Regions from separate parts of the Pan troglodytes genome. Here region 1 is linked to region 2. A link is a contact called in public HiChIP or PLAC-seq data. All regions are on one chromosome and are shown on one strand. Each heading gives the region's core, a stretch centred on a gene start, on an enhancer-like site or on the middle of the called end of the contact. The rest is flanking DNA. Distances are from core to core; before and after follow the strand shown.

Evidence for each region. HiChIP or PLAC-seq counts read pairs in DNA pulled down with a chosen protein or histone mark.
Region 1: an H3K4me3 HiChIP or PLAC-seq map of stem cell-derived excitatory neurons shows a contact between it and region 2, with 2.4 times the contacts expected there. The contact joins the promoter of EXD2 here to the promoter of DCAF5 in region 2. A contact is called at or near these places in 1 of 7 Hi-C or Micro-C datasets (stem cell-derived neural progenitor cells) and 1 of 1 datasets of contacts at active chromatin or transcription factors (stem cell-derived excitatory neurons).

Annotation. Positions count from the first base shown.
Region 1 is chr15:67,177,824-67,183,178 of NHGRI_mPanTro3-v2.0_pri, forward strand. EXD2 (exonuclease 3'-5' domain containing 2) reads left to right here and starts at 2,304. Exons shown (of 10, transcript XM_009428014.5): 1 at 2,304-2,418. The region is part of intron 4 of LOC104002083 (a long non-coding RNA gene); the gene reads right to left.
Region 2 is chr15:67,137,880-67,143,254 of NHGRI_mPanTro3-v2.0_pri, forward strand. It overlaps DCAF5 (DDB1 and CUL4 associated factor 5), which reads right to left and starts at 2,392. Exons shown (of 9, transcript XM_510028.8): 1 at 1,946-2,392. The coding sequence starts at 2,159.

The DNA.
Region 1 (5,355 bases), core at 1,054-3,553, 40 kb after region 2:
CTGGTGATTCTTGGATGTCTTCTCATATTTAAAAGTGAGAAACTGTATTTTAAAAGCTGATTAGAAATTCTGTATGCACAGATGAGTCTTGTTGACTGGGCCTTAATGTAGAGTGATTGCTTGTGAACCCAGACAGTTCTTTATGAAATCCTCCAAATGTCAATATTCTGCTATTCTTTTTGTTTTTAATTTTTAATTTTTGTGGGCACACAGTAGATGTACATATTTATGGGATACATGAGATATTTTGATACAAGCATGCAATGTAACTGCCATTCTAATCTAATTTCTATCTTTTAAAATTGTATCTTTTTTTTTAGTTTGGTACTATGTCCTTTCCTGTTCTTTCTTCTTTGGGTTAACAAACTTTTCACTCCTTTACTATCATTTTTAAAAAACCCTTTTATTGAAGTATATATGAAACCAGAAAAGTGCTCACAAATATAACCTGAACACACATGTAAAGCCGCACTCAGATTAAGAAATAGAACATTATCAGCACTTCGTGAACCTCCTCATGTTCCCTTCCAGTTATTACTACCCTAAGATTAATCATTATATACAGTGACTTCTAATAGCAGGGATATTTGGGTAGTTTCCAGTTTGGGGCTGTTGAAAGTATGGGTATGAGCTTTTTTTTGTACATGTCCTTTTCGTGAATACATGCAGACATTTCAGTTGCATATATATAACTAGGAGTAAAATTGTTTTTTGTTGTTTTTGTTTTCAAGACAGGGTCTAGCTCTGTCACCTATGCTGGACTGCAGTGGTGTGATCACAACTCACTGCAGCCTCAAACTCCAGGGATCAAGAGGTCCTCCTGCCTAAGCTTCTGGAGTAGCTGGGACTACAGGTGCGCACCATGATGCCCAGCACTTTGGGAGGCCGAGGTGGGAGGATCGCTTGAGGCCAGGAGTTCAAGACCAGCCTGGGCAACACAGTGAAAATCCCTAAAGTGCTGGGATGACACATTGAGCCACTGTGCCCCAGCTAGGAGTGAAATTGTTGGAACAAAGTCTTTTCACATATTCAGCTTCAGTTGATACCGCCAAACAGTTAAACAAAGTGATTGCATCAATTTATGTTCCCTTCAGGAGCATATGAGAGTTGTGGTTGCTCCACAATCTTGCCAATACTTGATATTTTCTTTTTCATTTAGCTATATCTCATTGTGGTTTTAATTTGCATTTCCTCTTTATCCTTTGTTTTTTAAGTGTTTCAAGATGGAGCAGATAAAAATTCAGGGAGTTAATCCTCTATAATAGCTGGAAATTTCCCCCATGGGTACTCATTCAATGGAATTTAAAACATTTGCCCTTGTATTGAAGGCAATATAGTATAAAGGATGGGGCCACATGCTCTGCAATCAGAAATATGAGGTTTGATTCCTAACTCGGGTGCTTACTTGCTGAATTACCTTGAGGAAGTTATTTAACCTTTTTCTATTTTATGTAAAACGGCACTAATAATAGTACTGCCTCACAGGGTTGTTATGGGGATTAAAGGAGAAAAAATAAGTAAAATGCTTTGCAAAGTTCCTAGCAACAGGTGAGCACAAAGTCAACAAATGGTAGCTATTATTATACCTTATATTGGTTATTTATGCACATCTCATTTCTCCTTCTGTTTTACACATTCCATGAGAAAGGAAAAGCATGCATGTAGCACAGATTAACTGCCTCACATATAATTGCTAATAAAGACTGATTGGATGAACGATTTAATATATAAACAGAAAGTATTGTGGTTATCGCTATAAAAGATGGCATAGGTTGGGCATTCACGCCTGTAATCCCAGCACTTTGGGAGGCCGAGTTGTGAGGTTCGCTTGAGCCCAGGAGTTCGAGACCAGCCTAGGCAATGTAGGGAGACAGTATCTACAAAAAAAAAAAAAAAAAAGAGGGTACATAAAATTATTATAGTGGCTATAGGATAATGTGCACTGCTAATGAAGACTACATTATTTAAATACAGTGTCTTTCCTTCTATTTACTGTTATCGTTTAGCAGAAAAACAGTACGCAGGATACTAAAGAATGAAAATTCGATGTCCCATATTACATTTGTGAGAGTTCTGGAGGTTTCTCCCTTCAAAGCCAAAACCAAAACACAAACATACCATCCCAGTAACAAATGCGTCACTTTTCTGAAGAAGACGTTAAGCCCTTCCAATTTTAACAGATCCTTTGTTCAACAGAGGAGAGAGACTGGGTAGGCATCACCTGCCCCAGTAGCTTCCGTACAAAATGGCGTTGCCCGTTCCCACACGCCAGCTGGGATTACGTCCTCCAGGCCTGTCGCAGGAACGGAAGTGGTTACGGCCCTAGTGAATCCGGGTGGGTGCGCGCAGGCGGCCGCACAGGTTCCAGGTCTTTAACGTGAGCCCGCTGCAGGTGTGCGGCCCAGTCCGAGACAGCAGGTAAGTGAGGCTCAGAAGCCGTCGAAGCCTTGCACCAGGATTGTGCGCGGGGCAGGGGGTGCTTCCAGTGCAGACTAAGAGGGGTCGTGGAGCGGGGGGATATTACCCTGTACGGGGCTGACATTGCGGGGATCCCGCTGTCCCGGAGCGAGTTGGCCCTGCCCCTCTCCCCGCCCCTCGGCGTGACCCCCTCGCCCCCGTCGCACACGGCGGGGCGGTTCAGCACCCAGGTGCGCAAGGAGGGCCTCACCCCTGCCCGCGGCCTCCCACGCCCTCCTTGGGCCTCTCCTTTCGACCCCCTTACCCTCTCCCTGGGAGACTCTACCAGACCTTCGAGGCTGCGTGTCCCAGTCAGCTAAAAAGGAGGCCCCTCCCGCGGCACCTGGTAGCTCCTCGGGCGCTGCGGGTTCGACGCGGCAACAGCTGCTGTTTTCTCCCCTGGATTCGTGTGAGCCGCCACCCTCGCTACCATCCCTGACTCCCAGACCACACCCTGCTCTGGGCCTTGCCGGGAGCCACCTCTTTCGCTTTTCACATCCCTGGGATGGATCAAAACTAAGAACCTTAATCATTATTTATTACAAAATTGACATCTGCTCCTTAAAATACAAACAAACCAATCCCCCGATAAGCTTTTGATATGATTCCAACATTCAAACTCCTTTATATACCCTCTCCTCAAAAACACAAAATTGAAATTATACTTTATTTTCTTAGTTCTGTTCCAAGGATAGAAGGAATTGAAAGGTTTTGTTAATCATAGGAATTAGGAAGTGCGGGTTGGGGCGCAGCGGGGAAGATGGATTAAATTTGGTCAAGTTGAGCTTGTTTTAAAAATGTATTTTTAAAATATTCTAGTTATAGTCCGTGCATAAAGCCTTGTAACAAAATTATGTAAAAATTTTAAACAAGACAGATCTTTCTTAGCTTGATGTTCTTGGTGGTGAGGGTGGGGAGTGTGGAAGACAGATCCTCTTTGATTTTGTTTTTTTTTCCATCTCCACCTTCTTTACCAGTCCCTTTCCCACAAAATAAGAACCGTTGTCAGTTTGTGTGTATTTTTCTTTGCATTTATTTGACAAGTATGTGTACGTATAAGATATATGTTTGTAAGATTTCGCTTTAAACTTTTACAAATATGCATGTTTTATGCATTACACAACTTGACGTTTTATGCTTAAAAACGGGTCTTGGAATTTTTTCTTTGTCAGTACCTAGAGATCTACCTATTTTTTCTACTTGCTCTGTAAATTCCGTGGTTATGTAAGATTCCATAGATTGTTTCCAGTTTTTCATTGTTAGACACAGTATGGCGGAGAACATCCTTCCCACACACCTCTGTGAGAGCCCATGTGAGAGCATTTCTCAAGGATGGGTACCTGCAGGTGGAATTGCTGGGTGGGAGAGTATGGGGATTTAGGAATGCCAAACTGCCACCCACAGTGGATAATAATTTCCTCCATTCTCTCTCTCTCTTTTTTTTATTTTTATTTTGAGACAGAGTCTTGCTCTGTTGCCCAGGTTGGAGTGCGGTGGCTTTATCTCGGCTCACTGCAGCCTCTGCCTCCCAGGTTCAAGCGATTCTCCTGCCTCAGCCTCGCGAGTAGCTGGTATTACAGGCACCCGCTACCACGCCTGGCTAATTTTTGTATTTTTAGTAGAGACGGGGTTTCACCGTATTTGCCAGGCTGGTCTCAAACTCCTAACCTCGAGTGATCCGCCCGCCTTGGCCTCCCGAAGTGATGGGATTACAGGTGTGAGCCACCGTGTCTGGCCCACCATGCTCTTTTGATCATTTAATGGTATCGATCTTTTTTGTTTTTGCCAATCTGATGGATGGAAAAGTGATTTCTCATTGCTGTTTTAATTTGCATTCCCCTGATTACTATTGAGATTGAACATCTTCATGATTGTCAGCCATTTGTATTTCCTCTTTTGAGAAACATCTCTTTCTATTAGATTGTCTTTTCCTTATTGATTTATAATAGTATTTTATATGTTCTGGATTTTGATCTTTTGTTATTCATATGTGTTTATAATATTTACTCCCTGCTTATTGCTTTTTTAAGTTGTTGCTTGTCTTTTAACTATATGGCATCTTTGTTGAAACAAAGTTTAAAATTTTAGGTTTTAATTTATCAGTCTGTTATGTGTGTGTTTGTATTTTGTGGCTATCATTCCCAATCCGAGTGGTTCTTAAATGGCAGAGATTTTTGCTGTCGGGGTTATTTGGCAATGTCTGTAAACATTTTTTGTTTGTTCCACTAGGATGGTGCTGCTATTGGTTATCTAGTGAGTAAAAGCGAGGGGTGCTGCTAAACATCCTACAGCGCACGGGAAAGCTTCCCACAACAAAGAATTTCACCAGCCAAAAATGTCAATTGTGCTGAAGTTGAAAAATCCTTCTCTACTTTTAGAGAGAGGAGGGTTTTCTCCTAAAGCTCTGTTTTCTCCTTGAAGTTCTTCTTGTGGGAATAGTTTTTTTTCTTTAATTCCTCTGGAATTGTGTGTGTGTAATTGTTGTTTTCCAAATACTGTCACCTCGAACAGTCAGTCCATTCTTTTTTTTTTTTTTTTTTTGAGTCGGAGTCTCGCTGTGTCGCCCAGGCTGGAGTGCAGTGGCGCGATCTCAGCTCACTGCAACCTCTGCCTCCCGAGTTCATGCCATTCTCCTGCCTCAGCCTCCCAAGTAGCTGGGACTACAGGCGCCCACCACCTCGCCTGGCTAATTTTTTGTATTTTTAGTAGAGATGGGGTTTCACCGTGTTCGCTAGGATGGTCTCGATCTCCTGACCTTGTGATCCACCTGCCTCGGCCTCCCAAAGTGCTGGGATTACAGGCGTGAGCCACCGCGCCCGGCCTAGTCAGTCCATTCTTGAACCATTAATCCGAAATGCCACACTTACCATGTACTAGTTTCTTTTTTTTCTTTTTAAT
Region 2 (5,375 bases), core at 1,142-3,641:
TGGGAGATCAAGGCTGCAGTGAGCAGTGATAGCCCACTGCACTCCAGCCTGGGCAACAGAGTGATACCCTGTCTCAAATAAATACATAAATAAAGGTGTGTCAAGCTGGGCAACGTGTGACTACTTACAATTCCGTTAACATGATTAGTTCAGTTGTCTCTAAAAGAGTACCCCCAAATTCCCTCACTCGGTAGGTAAAGTTTACTTGTGTCTGGGAACTTCTCTGTTGGAATACATCGGGAGTTTTATCGATACATAAAAAACAGCAGCAGGGAAACTGGGAGCTAGGTCTATAAAGAAGAGGTCTTCCCCCATTTTTGCTCTTCAAATTTATTTGATAAAATTTTATACGGTGCTGTGGGGGAAGGAGGCTTTTGTCTGAAAGATCAGGTTTCTTCAGAGGATGATCTAGGGCCAAAATCTACCTAGTCAAAGAGAAAACGATCTGGGGTACAAAAGTCAAGTCAGTTCTGGACAGACCCCAAAAGGTTTATCATAAAATGATCACAGAAGACCTTTCTCTTTGCTACCCCCAAATTGGACTGTACGCCCCATGTCACTTCCGACGGTTACTCGCGAAGACGGATGCTTTGCCAAGATCCCAGAAGTTTCTGGCGAGCTGCTCACGGACACAAATTAGAAAGACATTCGGGGACCGACCTGGGTGAAGCTAAGCGCCACGTCCAGCGCTGGGTTCCCCCTTCATCCCTCCCAATATAGGAAAAGGGACAGAAGAGGGCAGCAGCCAAGCAGGAACGCCCAATCAGCCGTCTTCACCCCCCCTCCCCTGAGCCAGGTTTCGGGGAGCCGCCCCCTAGCCCTCACGTAGGCCCATTCCCATCCGCCCCTGCCCTGGGCCCGCGACCCCAGGGAGGAGGGGACGACGGCGGCGAGCGCCCCCACCGGCAGCAGGCGCACCTCCCCAGGGGCAGCTGTCGCCGCGGCCCGCGGGGCCCGGGCCTCCCCGGGAGCAATAGGCTATCGATTCAGCTGCCTGTCGCTAGGCGCCCCGGGAGAGCGAGGCCTACACCGCCCGGCCGGAGCCCCGGCCTCGATTTCGCCACTTTCCCCAAACCAGAGGGAGAGCCCGGGGGCAACCAGGCCCGTCTGGGCGAGAGGGAGGAGAAGCAGAGACCACTTGCAACAGCGGCCGCGGGAAACGGGGTGCGGGGCGCCGGGCTCCCGCCAACAAGTCTCCCGGGGGTCCCCCACCCTACCGCCTGCCTCGCAAGTTGCGCATTCAAGTTCAGGCTGGTGCCCTTTAGCCTCCACAGCCCTCGCCACTCTCGAAACTGTATTAAAAACAAGACGCAGAAGAGGCCACAACCGAACGAAAGGCGATGGTGCTGGGCCTCTAAGAGCGCCGAGGGGGGCGGCCCACAGCGACCCTACCGCCCCAGTCACTTCCCCTCTGCAGACCCCGCCAGCCCCCGGGTCGCAGCCCCCGGCCCCTCGGCGTCCGGGTCTGTCACCGCCCGCTTCCCAGCCCCAAGACCCCTTTTCCTTAACGCCGGCGACGGGGGCTTCAGCTCCCCCTTGCCTCCGGCGCTCCTCGGCCTCCTCACCCTCCACATCCCCAAAATGCCCCCAGCACCTTTTAAAGTACGCGGAGGAAGAGTTTGCCGTCAAACTTTGTCGAGCGGTAACCTCGCCCCCCTCCCCGACCTCCACTTTCAGGGCAGGCATCAGGAGAGATCACTTTGCACTTGGGATAAAGCGAATTAAGGAGCTGTCAACCATTTTAGGTCTTTTTTATAGAAGACATCCTCTCCTTCCCCTCCCCCTGCAATGGTTTTAATTTGACACCAAACCTTCCCACCGCAGAAGGGGGTAGAGAAAGGGAGGGGGTGGGGACAGAGGGCAGGAGGAGGGTGACGGGGGAGAGCGAGAGGGGGAGGCTGGGAGGGTGCGGGGAGGCGCGGGGAGGGGAAGGGGGTTGATTTACCTGAGACCAGCCACTGGCCTCCATTGTTGGAGAATTCAATGGCATTGACACAGCCGAAGTGGCCGAGGAGGTCCTTCTTGTAGAGGTTTCTGCAGCCCCGCAGGCGTCTCCTCTGAAAGTCCTGAGTGAGCAGGGGGTCCCCATGCAAGCCCCGCTGGGACAAGAAGCCCACCACTGACCTCATGCTGCCCCCCAGGCCAGCTCTCCTCTTCATGCTGGAACCGCCGCCGCCGCCGCTCACGCCGCCGCCCCTCCCTCGGCCTCACGCGCGGCCGCTGCTCCCCCCACCCGGCCCTCCCCCCGCGCTGCGATCCGGATGGTTCTTTAACCAGCCATGGCAGGCAGAGCGAGGTGTGCAGACACTCGGCGGCGTTCGCGGCTTCCTGACGGTCCCCTCCCTCTCCTTCCCCCCGAGGCTCCTCCCTCTGCCTCTCCGCCTCCTCCGGCAGCTGATCCTCAGCTGCCGCCGCGCTTCCGCGATGCGCGGCCCTTCCGCCGGCTGCGGGGCCCCGAGAACGCGGCGTCGGCGCCCCTCCCCTCCGCGGGGGGCTGGCCGGAAGAACGCGGGCGGCCGGCCCGGAGACCACGGGCGCCGGCTGCTTTCCCAGTTGAGCCGCTTCCCGCCTGGGGACCTGGGTGGCGCCGGGCGGAGACCCCTCTGCACCCCAGCGCCCCGCACTCCGCGGAGTTGAATGCGCGTAACAAGCCGAGTGGCCGCCGGGCTTTGGCTCGCCTTCCTCCCGCGGGGACCCGCGGGCCGGCTGCTGCCCGGAGGCCAGCGCCCGTACGAGTTCGGGGAAAATGCGGCTGGAGTGGGGGAAGGTGCGGGCGGGGGCTCCGGCCCTCCTTCCTCTGCTGGCCTCTGCCTTGGGCAGTCCGGCCCTGCCCGAGGCGGGGGAACCGGGAGGTAGGGCCGCACACTTGGAGGAACGTTGCCTGGGGGTTTTGTTCGCGCACTCGCCCCTTCCCCTCTCCCGGTAAATGTTTAACACCACCGCTCATCCCCAAGTCCAGTTCTCTAACTCTCCCTTCCTCCGGTCCTTTAGTTGAAAAAGGCTAAATTGTTCCGTTTGGCAGATTAGAGTGGTACATGGGGGGAAAGAGAAAGGGATAAAGAAGTAGGAAGAAAATTGCCAAAACCGAGTTGATGAAGTCCCGAGAAGCACGAGGTACTTCTCTCCGTTCCAGATAAATTTGCACGACAAGAAGCGTGATTTGAAACTAACGATATATGTTATTTAATTGGGTTCGGTGAGCTCCTCTTAAAGGTCTCGAGTGGGGAGCACTGAGGTTGGACAGCTGTTAACCAGCAGCTGCGCTCCAGGCCAGAAGTGGCTGCACTTCAGTAGGATGGGAGTCACCGCGTTGACCCTAGTGGGTGTTAAGTGCTTTGGAATTCTACCAGATACAGTTAAAAGTCCCCTTTTCGATGTATTATAGTACTTTTCCTGGAAGCTATCCTCTGTCATTAAGTGGTAATAAGCTACTGAAATAGGCACTTGTCAGTTTTGCCCTTTCAAGTTAGCAGGAATTACATCCTCTGGACCAGAGATGGCACAGGAGCAGTTGAGTAGAATCATCATTGAAAGATGGGCTGTACATCTCTGATCTGGGGAAAATAATAATACTTTTTTTAAAAAAAGATCGGCTGAACATGGAAGAGGTTTACCCGTCAAACAAAATTATTTACTTCTACTTTTTGTTCAGTGACAATACGATTAATCGTACTAATAACAAATATGCAAATGTTTCATATAAAAGTACATATTCTAGCAAACATTACTAAACAGAAACCAAATTCCATCAGAACTTGGGGAAAAGGGCAAAAAATAAATAAATTTTTAAAAGAAAGAAATCAAATAACAAAAATGTGAATTTTAATGGAATATTGTTCCCCTAAATAGGAAACTATGTGGTACTTAAAAGGTTTTATCCTCAGGATGCCTTCTAATAATCCTTTGTGTTTATTCATTATAATCACCACCTGAAAATTAGTAGCAGTATACCAGCTTTATTAAAGATGTATAGCACCAAACATCCTTCTGTCATAGCAATGTCAAAATGTGTAATTAATCATTTATTTTTGTGATGATAGGAGTCTCCCCACTCTGCTGTAAGTTCTCTGAGAGCAGGGACTACGTCTGTTCTGCTCAAGGGTGTATGCCTGGAGCCAGTACTTGCTGGCACTAGTGGCCGCTTTAATACTTGCTGAATTCATGAATGTACTTAGGGAGTGGGGAGGAGTTTGAAGGGAAAGGTCGTGCTTTCCGGTTTGGATATGTTGAGTTTGACCTGTTTCATTCCAGTGGAATCCACTTGTTCCAAGGCCAGTTTCCCTGCTCACTGTTCCTTTGCTTGGCATACTCAGTCCACACATTCAAAACCCCCTCTGACTTCTTCCAGTTAATAGGCCATCATTTATACCTATTTGCCTGGGGTGGGGGAGATTTGTTCGAAGTGGCCTTTACTGTGGCAGTGTATAATACGCATCCTCCTCTGCCCTCTTAAGCACATACCCCCTTTACAGTTTTTACTGAATTCCTGGGAAAATTGTCCCATTTACCTCAGCATAAAAATAGACCAGCATCTGGTCACATGCCAGCCCAAATCTAGGACTTTGCTGGAAACTTCCTTAACTGTTGGGTGACCAACAGTGACAGAAAGGTAGGACCACCTAGTCTGTTTATATCCTACTGCTAGTCTGGCCAGATTTTTATAAGCCTGAATGAAATATCTTCCTATTCCTATAATTAAGAGTTGTTGGATAAAATGGAGGATACCCAATTTGGTATGAATTTCAGATAAACAACGAATGTTTAAGTATACCCCATAAAATATTTGAGATATACTGATATTGTTTATTTGAAACTCGAATTGGGCATCCTGAATTTTTTATTTGCTCAATCTGGCCACCTACTTATAACCAACTTCAAAAGATGAAACTCCATAATATCAATTTGCTTTTACTAGGAATTTAACGTAGTCCCTTGTGTCATTTATTGCAAACTAATAATATGGTACATAACTACATACCACAAACTTTTTTACCACACCTGTAACAAAATTGCAATACCACAAACATTTAATCAGCTTTGATGACCACATGAGCTTTGTGTTTTTCATATAGGCATTTATAGTGAAAAGGCCAGTGTACTTAGCTTTAAAATAGCAAATGAAATTACTTCTGAGTAAATTGAACCACTGCAGAGAATGTGTGGAGGAAGAGGGAGAAGAGTGAAAAACTCATATTTTTCTTTCCTAAACCCAGAAACTTATGTGTATTAACATTCATACTTAGGAAGCCTTGAAACACTGATTTGGAAATTCATTCTGGAAAAACAAAGATATGGAAATTGCTTAACCCAAGAACTCTTAATTGCTTCACCATAGGTTGAATACTGGTCAAATGTAGAATTCCCAGAAATGTATT